2 separate regions of the Ovis aries genome follow, and region 2 is linked to region 1. A link is a contact called in public Hi-C data. All regions are on one chromosome and are shown on one strand. Each heading gives the region's core, a stretch centred on a gene start, on an enhancer-like site or on the middle of the called end of the contact. The rest is flanking DNA. Distances are from core to core; before and after follow the strand shown. Region 1 holds the start of SLC24A3 (solute carrier family 24 member 3). Region 2 overlaps SLC24A3 (solute carrier family 24 member 3).

Evidence for each region. A called contact is a pair of places that touch in the nucleus more often than the background predicts.
Region 2: a contact with region 1 is called in a Hi-C map of liver, with 2.6 times the contacts expected there. The contact joins the enhancer-like site here to the promoter of SLC24A3 in region 1. A contact is called at or near these places in 2 of 16 Hi-C or Micro-C datasets (liver and mixed tissues).

The regions. Positions count from the first base shown.
Region 1 is chr13:38,472,867-38,476,945 of ARS-UI_Ramb_v3.0, reverse strand. SLC24A3 (solute carrier family 24 member 3) reads right to left here and starts at 2,362. Exons shown (of 17, transcript XM_027976756.2): 1 at 1,877-2,362. The coding sequence starts at 2,330.
Region 2 is chr13:38,523,255-38,527,546 of ARS-UI_Ramb_v3.0, reverse strand. The region is part of intron 1 of SLC24A3 (solute carrier family 24 member 3); the gene reads right to left. Among named protein-coding and RNA genes, the nearest start is that of SLC24A3, 51 kb to the right of the region's middle. Within about 2 kb of position 2,991, at least 4 of the 54 cell types and tissues checked have an H3K27ac peak or open chromatin away from gene starts, as enhancers often do. A contact at or near this core is called in liver, where this site is marked.

The DNA.
Region 1 (4,079 bases), core at 1,113-3,612:
CACACGCTCCCCTCCCACTGACATGTCACTGTTGTCTTAAGTTGCTGGGGTGGGGGTCTTCTCAAGCCCCACATTTATGGGAGGGGGTGTAGAGGAGGTGAAAAGGCAGGAGAGAGACCAATCAGGGGAAGGACGGAGGATAGGGCTGTATACTGGACCCAAACCTGAGTCCCTAGCAGGGACACTTCTGTCCATCCCCAAATGACATCTAGTCACCTAGCTTCAAGTCTGCAAAGTGTCTGACACCCGCTTCCTCCGAACATCCCAGCTTTCCCCGGGCCCAGGAAGCTCCCTGCCACTGATGGACTTAACCATCTGGGTCACATTCCCCATTGAGAAAAAAATGTCTTTTGTAGCCTGGAAAGTGGTAGGAAGTCTATGGCCTGAGAGCCCTGACCTGTAGGAAGATGGGCGGTGTGTAACTGAGTTGAAATGGCCCTTTCAATAGTATGGACTGGCTTTACACTTGTCTAAGCCGCGATGATGAAAAGGGGGTTAATGAAAACCCTCTTCCTGAGACAAGGCCAGGAACTGCTTCTGGCAGGTCAGAGTCTGCCCTTGGAGAGAGGTCTGGCCTCTCTCACTGGGCACCGTCCACTTTCCGATGTCAGTCCCCATGGCCAGACAGTCTAGCATCCGGGAGAAACGCAGAGAACCAGGAGTCTCCAGGGCTCCACTGAGGACCTGGACAGGCTCTCTCCTATTACCATATATGCTGAAGTCTGCTAAGATCTGAACCAAGACCCACCATCCACTTTCCCCACCAGGCAGGAGCACAATCAGTTGGGGAAGGTCTCTTTTTTTTAACCTTTTGTACCCTTAAGTATATTTGAGCATCACTATCCAAATGCCTTCCTTCTGCACTTCATAATCCCTTGTATTGGAGCTCCGTGGATCTTAACACCAAAGCATGTATCTGTCATTGTTTTCCCTCCCGAGTATTTCTGTATCTATTTTCCCACCAAGCGTGCGACTGGGGGAGCCGGGATAGAAAACTGCTTTACACGAGCTATTCTTCCAAGCCTTTCCTCCGTTTCTCTGACAGCTGCACACCCAAGGTCCAAACTCTTTCCCGTGAACAACTGTGCTGAGCAAAATTCTTCAGCAGATCTATTTCAGCTCAAGAAAGGCCGAGGGCAAACATAAGACACAAGTTGTGTGCCGCGAGGGCGCACTGCAGGGCACCCTGAAAGTAAGGTACAGACCATCGGCGGTCCCGTCTAACGGCTTCATCCCGCGTTGCAAGTCTGCAAAAGGGATCCGTGTTCCCAGCGAGGGGCCAGTGGAGGAGAACCAGTCCCAGCGAGGGGCCAGTGGAGCAGAACCAGTCGCAAAATCTAGCCAGGGCGGGGCGGCGGCGGGGCGGGGGGGGCAACACTTTTTTCCTATCATTCGTTCCCGGGCACCTGTTCTACAACGAGGGGGATGGAGCTTCCGAGGAAACAGGCGGTCCATCCTGCCTGTTCTGTTCGGAGCACTAACTGTGTCCACGGGTCAACCAGCCCTCTCCCTGCCCTCCCTCCACAGGCCAAGGAGTTGCACGGGTGGTCACGCGCGCAGGGGCAGAAGCTCACCAGGACAACTTCATTACTGCCCACGGGGGACCTGTTTAGGGCAAGAGTCCCCACTGCTGCCTCCCTCAGTCCCTCCAGCTCGTGGCAGGAAGCGGGGCAGAGCCGGGAGGCACAGGTGACGGTTCCCAGGGCAGCCAGGCGCCCAGCGTGCCGGCCACGGTCCTACCCCCGCCCCGTGCCCGCGCACACGGTCCTCGCCTCCCGGGCCCCTCCGCCCGGGGCAGGGGGCGTCCCCGGGCCTGGACGCCCCGCGCCGCCGCCGGAGCCGCAGCGCCCACTCGGGGCGAGCGGCGAGCACTCACCGTCGTGGTCCCGCATGCTCGACAGCGACCAGAGCAGCAGCGCCACCAGGGCCAGGAAGCAGACCTGGCTCAGAAGAAGGTCCCTCCGGCAGCTCCGGCGGCGCTCACGCTCCTCCAGGTCGGGCGACTGCATCCTCTCCGCGCGGCAGGGCAGCGACCCCGGCGGGGTCCCCGGAGGGCGGCGGCCGCTCCGATCGCCGGCGGCCGCAGCGCGGCTGGTGGCGGGAGGCAGCTCCGCGTGCGGCGGCGGCGCGTCCTCGCTGCGCTCCCGCCCGGCGGCCGCCGCCGCCGCCTCTCCTTCCTCCTGGCGGCCGCCGCGGTTCTCCCGATCTCCGTCCTCGTCGTCGCTCAGTCCCTCCTCCTCCTCCTCCTCGTCGTCGTCGTCGTCGTCGTCGCCGCCGGCCCGCGCCGCCGCCTCCCGGCGCTCGGGGTCCCCGTCCTCCTCGCGCGCCATGGCTCCCACGCTCGGCGTCCGCGCTCGGCCTCGGGCGGCGGCGCGGCGGGGGCGGCGGGGGCGGCCGGGAGGCGGGGGCGGCGGCGGCCGAGGAGGAGGAGCGGGGAGGACCGGCGGGAGGAGGGCCCGCCGCGGGCCAACTCGGCCGGCGGGCGAGGCCACCCGGGGCTGCTCCGGCCTCGCCGGCGGCGGGAGCGCGTCGCGGGGCCGTCCGCCTACTCCATGGTCCTCGCGCGGGGCCGGGGCCGAGCCGGGGCCGGGGCCGGGCCGAGCGCGCCGGGAGCTCGGGGCGAGGCGGGAGGCGGCAGCCGGCGGCGGCGCGGCGGCTCGGGCGCGGGCGCGGGCTGGGGGCAGCGGCGGGGACGCGGCGGCGCTGGCCAGCCCGGCGGAGAGGGGGCGCGTGGGGAGGAGACTGAGCCGGGGAGGGAGCCCCGCGCGCGGTCCTGCGCTCGTGCCGGCGCAGGAGGGCCCCCTCTCGGGACACACGCGCCGCGGAAAGGCTGATCTCCGGGGGGGAAAGGGTTCGCCCGAAACTTTTTGAGGAGCGGAGGGCCTCTCCCGCCCCCTCCCCGCCCTGTGCCCGGAGAGGGGCGCCGCAAGTGCGCTTGGTTGCGCTCGCCGGGCCGCCGGGCTCGCTTCCTCCCGCGGGCCTCCTGGGTTTCCCTCCGCCCCCTTGTGGGGATCCCCGTGCGCCCGGCTTGGGACCTGAAACAGGACTCCCCCAGGCTCTTTGGCTCGCTGGGGGTGTCCTGGCTCCCTCCTCTGGCCCGGGCTCACACTTCACTCGGGATAGTCCTGTACCAAGCCTCCAGGGCTGTGGCCGAGGGAAGAGGGTCAGGGCGGCGCGAGGGCCGCCGGCCAACCCCGGGACGAGGCTCCTGGCCTTCCTGTCGCCGAGAGCAGTCAGGCTGCCCCCCATCTTGAGGTCAGAACCCTAATCCTCGCACTTCCCAGCCTCCACTTGTGCTCCAGCCCTCACCTGCAGCCTTGCAGAAGATGTCCTTTAGAGAGGACACCTGGTGGTCTCAGGTACAGCCACCCTCCCTCCTGGGGTTTCCAGCTTCCCCAGTGCCTGGTGCCTCCCTTGGGCTGAGGCTAGGATGGCGGATCTAGCCCCAGAAGGAGATGCCTCTATGGTGGGGCTGAAAACAGAAGTGAAGTGAAGTGAAAGTCGCTCAGTCGTGTCCGACTCTTTGCGACTCCATGGACAGTGCAGTCCCTGGAATTCTCCTGGCCAGAACACTGGAGTGGGTAGCCTTTCCCTTCTCCAGGGGATCTTCCCAACCCAGGGACTGAGCCCAGGTCTCCCGCACTGCAGACGGATTCTTTACCAGCTGAGCCACAAGGGAAAACAAAAGCGTTTGTTCAAAAAATGATCACTGGAACACAGGTGTTGGTCTAGGTGACTGTCTCCACAGAGTCCGGTCATTTCAGGGAATCCAGCTGAAGCCGTCTATGGAGGTGAGAAGGAAGGAGAGACCTCTGCATGGGTTTCTCCACTCCTAGGTCTGGGAGGATCCACAGAGTCCAAGGGTGACCCCACCTATGGATGACCTTCTAGCCCAAGCTCCCCAGATGACCCCCCCTCAGCCTCAGGGAATAGTGGGTCATGGCCAAGGACAAAACAGACCTTCCCAGGTGGCTTCCTCACCACGGAGAGACCATCTCACCCAGCATGCCTGAGAGCTCTTGCTTCCTGGGCATACCATTCCTTTAGTCCTTTCTCAGCCTGGCGTCTCCCCAGAAGCA
Region 2 (4,292 bases), core at 1,742-4,241, 50 kb before region 1:
GTGGAGAGGATACAGATGAAAAGGAACAGGCTAGACAGATATCAATGGAGGTCCACAGGTCCACTCTCCTTCCTCAACAACACTCCCCATGTGGTTGGCCATCACTTTGTTTCCACCTGGGCACAGGCCCTAGAGGACAAGGGCAGGGCACCCAGCCACTGTCACCCTAAAGAAAGCACCTCCCCACCATCCAGATGAGCTGGTTCAAACAGCAGTAGCGGCTAAAAGACAACAAAGGTTAAATTGATGGGTCACCCGGAATAACCCCCTCACCTTCCCAGATCCCTCAAGGGAGGGAAGATACAGACATCACCTACTCTATGGGGTGCTCATCAGAGGAGACACAGACACACAGGGAGGAGAGCTTGTTGGGTTAGGGAGAGTTCGTGAACTTGCACCCCTTAGAAATAATGTTACCCATGGATTCCCACCCCATGAATCAAAGGTGTTTACTACTTATGGGAAAGAGTAGATGCATTCTTTCTTCTGTAGAGGCTACAGTTTAATAATTAATACCAGATACTTCGATGGGAGTCATGCCCCAGATAGTCTTCTAGCAATTAATACACAGCAACTTTCATTCTCCCAAACCTTTGCAGGAGTATTTTTAAGTATTGTAGAGGTGACTCACAATATTAGTTTCAGATGTACAACAGTGATTCAATATTTTTTATAGATTATAAAATCCATTCAAAGTTATTGTAAAATATTGGCTATGTTCCCTGTGCAGTACAATATAACCTTGTAGCTTACTTATGTAATATATTATAGTTTGTGCCTCTTAATCCCATGCCCTATCTGCTTCCTCCCCTGCTCTCCCCACTGGTAACCACTAATTTGTTCTCTGTATCTGTGAATCTGTTTCTGCTTTGCTATAGTCATTCATTCATTTTATTTTTGTATTCCACATATAAGAGATAACATATAGCTATTTGTCTTTCTCTGTTTGACTCATTTCACTGAGCATAATACCCTCCAAATCCATCCACACTGCTACAAATGGAAGAATTTCATTCTTTTCTATGGCTGAGAACTATTCCATTGTATATATAGACCATGTCTTCTTTAACCATTTATCTGTTGATAGACACTTAGGTTGCATCCATATTTTGGCAACTGTAGATAATGCTGTTATGAACACTGGGGTATGTGTATTTTTTGAATTAGCGTTTTCTTTGGATAAATAGCCAGAAGCAGAATTTCTGGTATCACACTCCTTGACTTCATATTATACTACAAAGCTATAGTCATCAAAACAGCATGGTCCTGGCACAAAAACAAACACATAGGTCAGCAGAACAGAATAAAGAGCCCAGAAATAAATTCACGCACTTATAGTCGATTAATCTACAGCAAAGGAAGAAAGAATATACAGTAGGGAAAAGACGGTCTCTTCCATAAGTGGTGCTGGGAAAACTGGACAGCTACATTTAAAAGAATGAAATTAGAGCAGTCTCTAATACCATGTACAAAAATAAACTCAAAATGGATTAAAGACCTAAATATAAGACCAGAAACTATTAAAATCCTAAATGAAAACATGGGAAGAACACTCTTCGACATAAAATGTAGCAGTATTTTTTGGATCTGTCTTCTAAGGCAAAAGAAACACAAGCAAAATAAACAAGTGGGACCTAATTAAACTTTAAAGCTTTGGAATAGCACAGGAAACCATCCACAAAGCAAAAGACAGCCTACTGAACGGGAAAAAGTATTTGCAAATGGTATGGCTGATAAGGGGTTAATATACAGACTATCCTATAACTCAATATCAAAAATACAAACAACCTGATTTTTTTAAATGGGCAGAAGACCTGAATAGATACGCTTCCAAAGACATACAGATGGCCAACAGGCACATGAAAAGATGTTCAACATTGCTAATCATCAGAGAAATGTAAATCAAACTACAATGAGATATCACCTCACACCTGTCAGGATGGCTGTCACCAACACCTAAATGGGGGATGGGGGGATGGGGGGCTTGGGAGAGAGGTCAAAAGGGGGGGATATATGTATACATAGAGCTGATTCATTTCATTTTACAGCAGAAACTAAAACAATGTTGTAAAGCAATTATATGCCAATAAAAATTAAAGTCTACAAATAAAAATGCTGGCAAGGGTGTAGAGAAAAGGGAATCTTTATACACAGTAGGTAGGAATGTAAATGGGTATAGCCACTAAAGAAAACAATATGGAGGTTCCTCAACTTAAAAAAGAGAGAGAGATTTTTTTAAATTATTATCTGCATTTGAAGATGAAGATGGTACAGAAAAGTAAGTTGCCCAAGATCACAGAGCTAGTAAGCAGCATGGCAGGCATCTGAACCCAGGCCGTGGGCTCCAGATTCCAGTTTCCTGCCACAGAGCTGCGCTAGAGAAACCTGGGACACTCAGGGAGCCTAGGTCTCTCCCTGTGAACTCTCCTCCTCTTTGCTGGACCCCCGCCAACCTCCCCGCCCACACAGCATGGTCTCTGGAATCATGCCTTCCAGCTCCAGAGAACATTCGCTTGTGGCCACCCCTGCCTAGACTTCCCTTGCTAAAGGCATGAGTCAGGAAGACCAAAAAAAAAAAAAGTTCCTTATGAGTTATTATTACTTGTCATCACGCTTGTTGTACGAGCCACAAGGGTCCAGATTTATTACACTGGAAGGAAAGCTGTTGAGTTTGTTGCTGAGGAATGACGGACTCCATAACACTTGGATTCACTGCTTTTGTCCCCAAAAACATGCCCCCCACCCTCACCCAACTGCCTGAAATCCTAGCTCAAGACAGTAAGCAGCCCTGTGAGGGCAGGAAAGGCAGCTTCCCTGCCAGTGAACCCAGCCTTCACTCACTGAGGATGGAGTGGGGTCCCCAAGACCTAATCCCCCCGCACCCCCCAGGGCATCTGGGGTGACCATGCAAAGGCATCAGGGTGCCTGGTGTCCACTTAAGAGTAGATGGCTATCCGTCTGCCCCAGTAATGTCACTCTGTAGGAGGACACACTGGGATGGAAAAGGCCAAAGGTCACAATCCAGCTGGACACTGGCAGATGTGTTTAGTTTCGTTCATACAGTGTTGTGAAAGTTCCCCAATTTTGTACCAAAAGCCAGATTTCCAGTTTCTTTTGCAAAACCAGAAGACCTGGCAAGACAGGCCTGAGTCCCTGACACAAAGGCACTTAGGGGGCATCTACTCCCCTGTGAACAGGGAAGCCCCCTTGTCTGCACCCCAGTCCCCACCACTCCCCACTGCCTTTCAAGCTCCTCAAGCACAGATGCAGAGCACGTGCCCTGGATCTGGCTGGGAGGATGACGGCAAGGCCTGGGCTTATAAAGCAGCCCCAGCTTACCTTTCCCCTTAAGCCACACTCAAACACACGGAGTCGTGTCAGCCAGCATCGCTCCTGTTCTGTGATGACACCTGCCTCTCTGCACCCGAGTCCCTCTCCTTCTTTGTCCTTCCACTTCCTGGCTGTTCTTGTGCCCACTGAACTCTGAAACATAAATTCAGAGCTTGTATTCCCCTAACATGTGAAGGCCTTGTCTCCCCATCCATTCCAGAAGCTAGCTCTTAGAGAAAAGGAACATTTCATATACTTCTCCCAGATCCTTTTCCTGCCAAAGTGGGTTGGATCCACGGTGGGCACTCAACAAGAGTGATGTGCATGAGGAGAAGAATCTGATGGGGAATTGGAGGAGGACCGGGGCAGAGGCCAGGACTTCGGCAGCTTCTTACTGGTGGAACCTGTACCAAGACCTTGGAAGGCCATGGAGGACAGGGCCATAGGATACAGACAAGGTTCCCATCAGTAAAGATGCTGATAACTCAAAATTAACAACCACAAGACAATGAAAGGAGTGAACGCCAGCTGACATGGTTCAAGGGTCTGAGAAGCCCAGAGGATTGCAACCCAACCGCTCAGAAGAGCTCGGGCTCCACGGGCGGTGCTGGGCTGTGTCAGGTGGCGCTTGGCATGGGGCTCATCCACGTGTGTCACACACACCCGCATCAGATTCTGGAGTCTGGAGTAATTTCATGCATCTCATGTAGTAAGAACGTCTTAAAAAACGACTGACTCCTCAAGCCAACAGAGGCAGATCACTTAACACTCAACATGTGGGGTCACTGGATGAATTTCCCAGGACATGACATGGACCCTGGGATGCCCAGATGTACGTCCAGAGGATGGCAAGCTTCAGGTCTGTCCCCTTCCTGCACCCACTCCTATAGGAAAGGGCAGATGAGCCCATGGACCACAAGGGAAAACACTGGGATGCCATCCATAAATGATACCATTCTGTC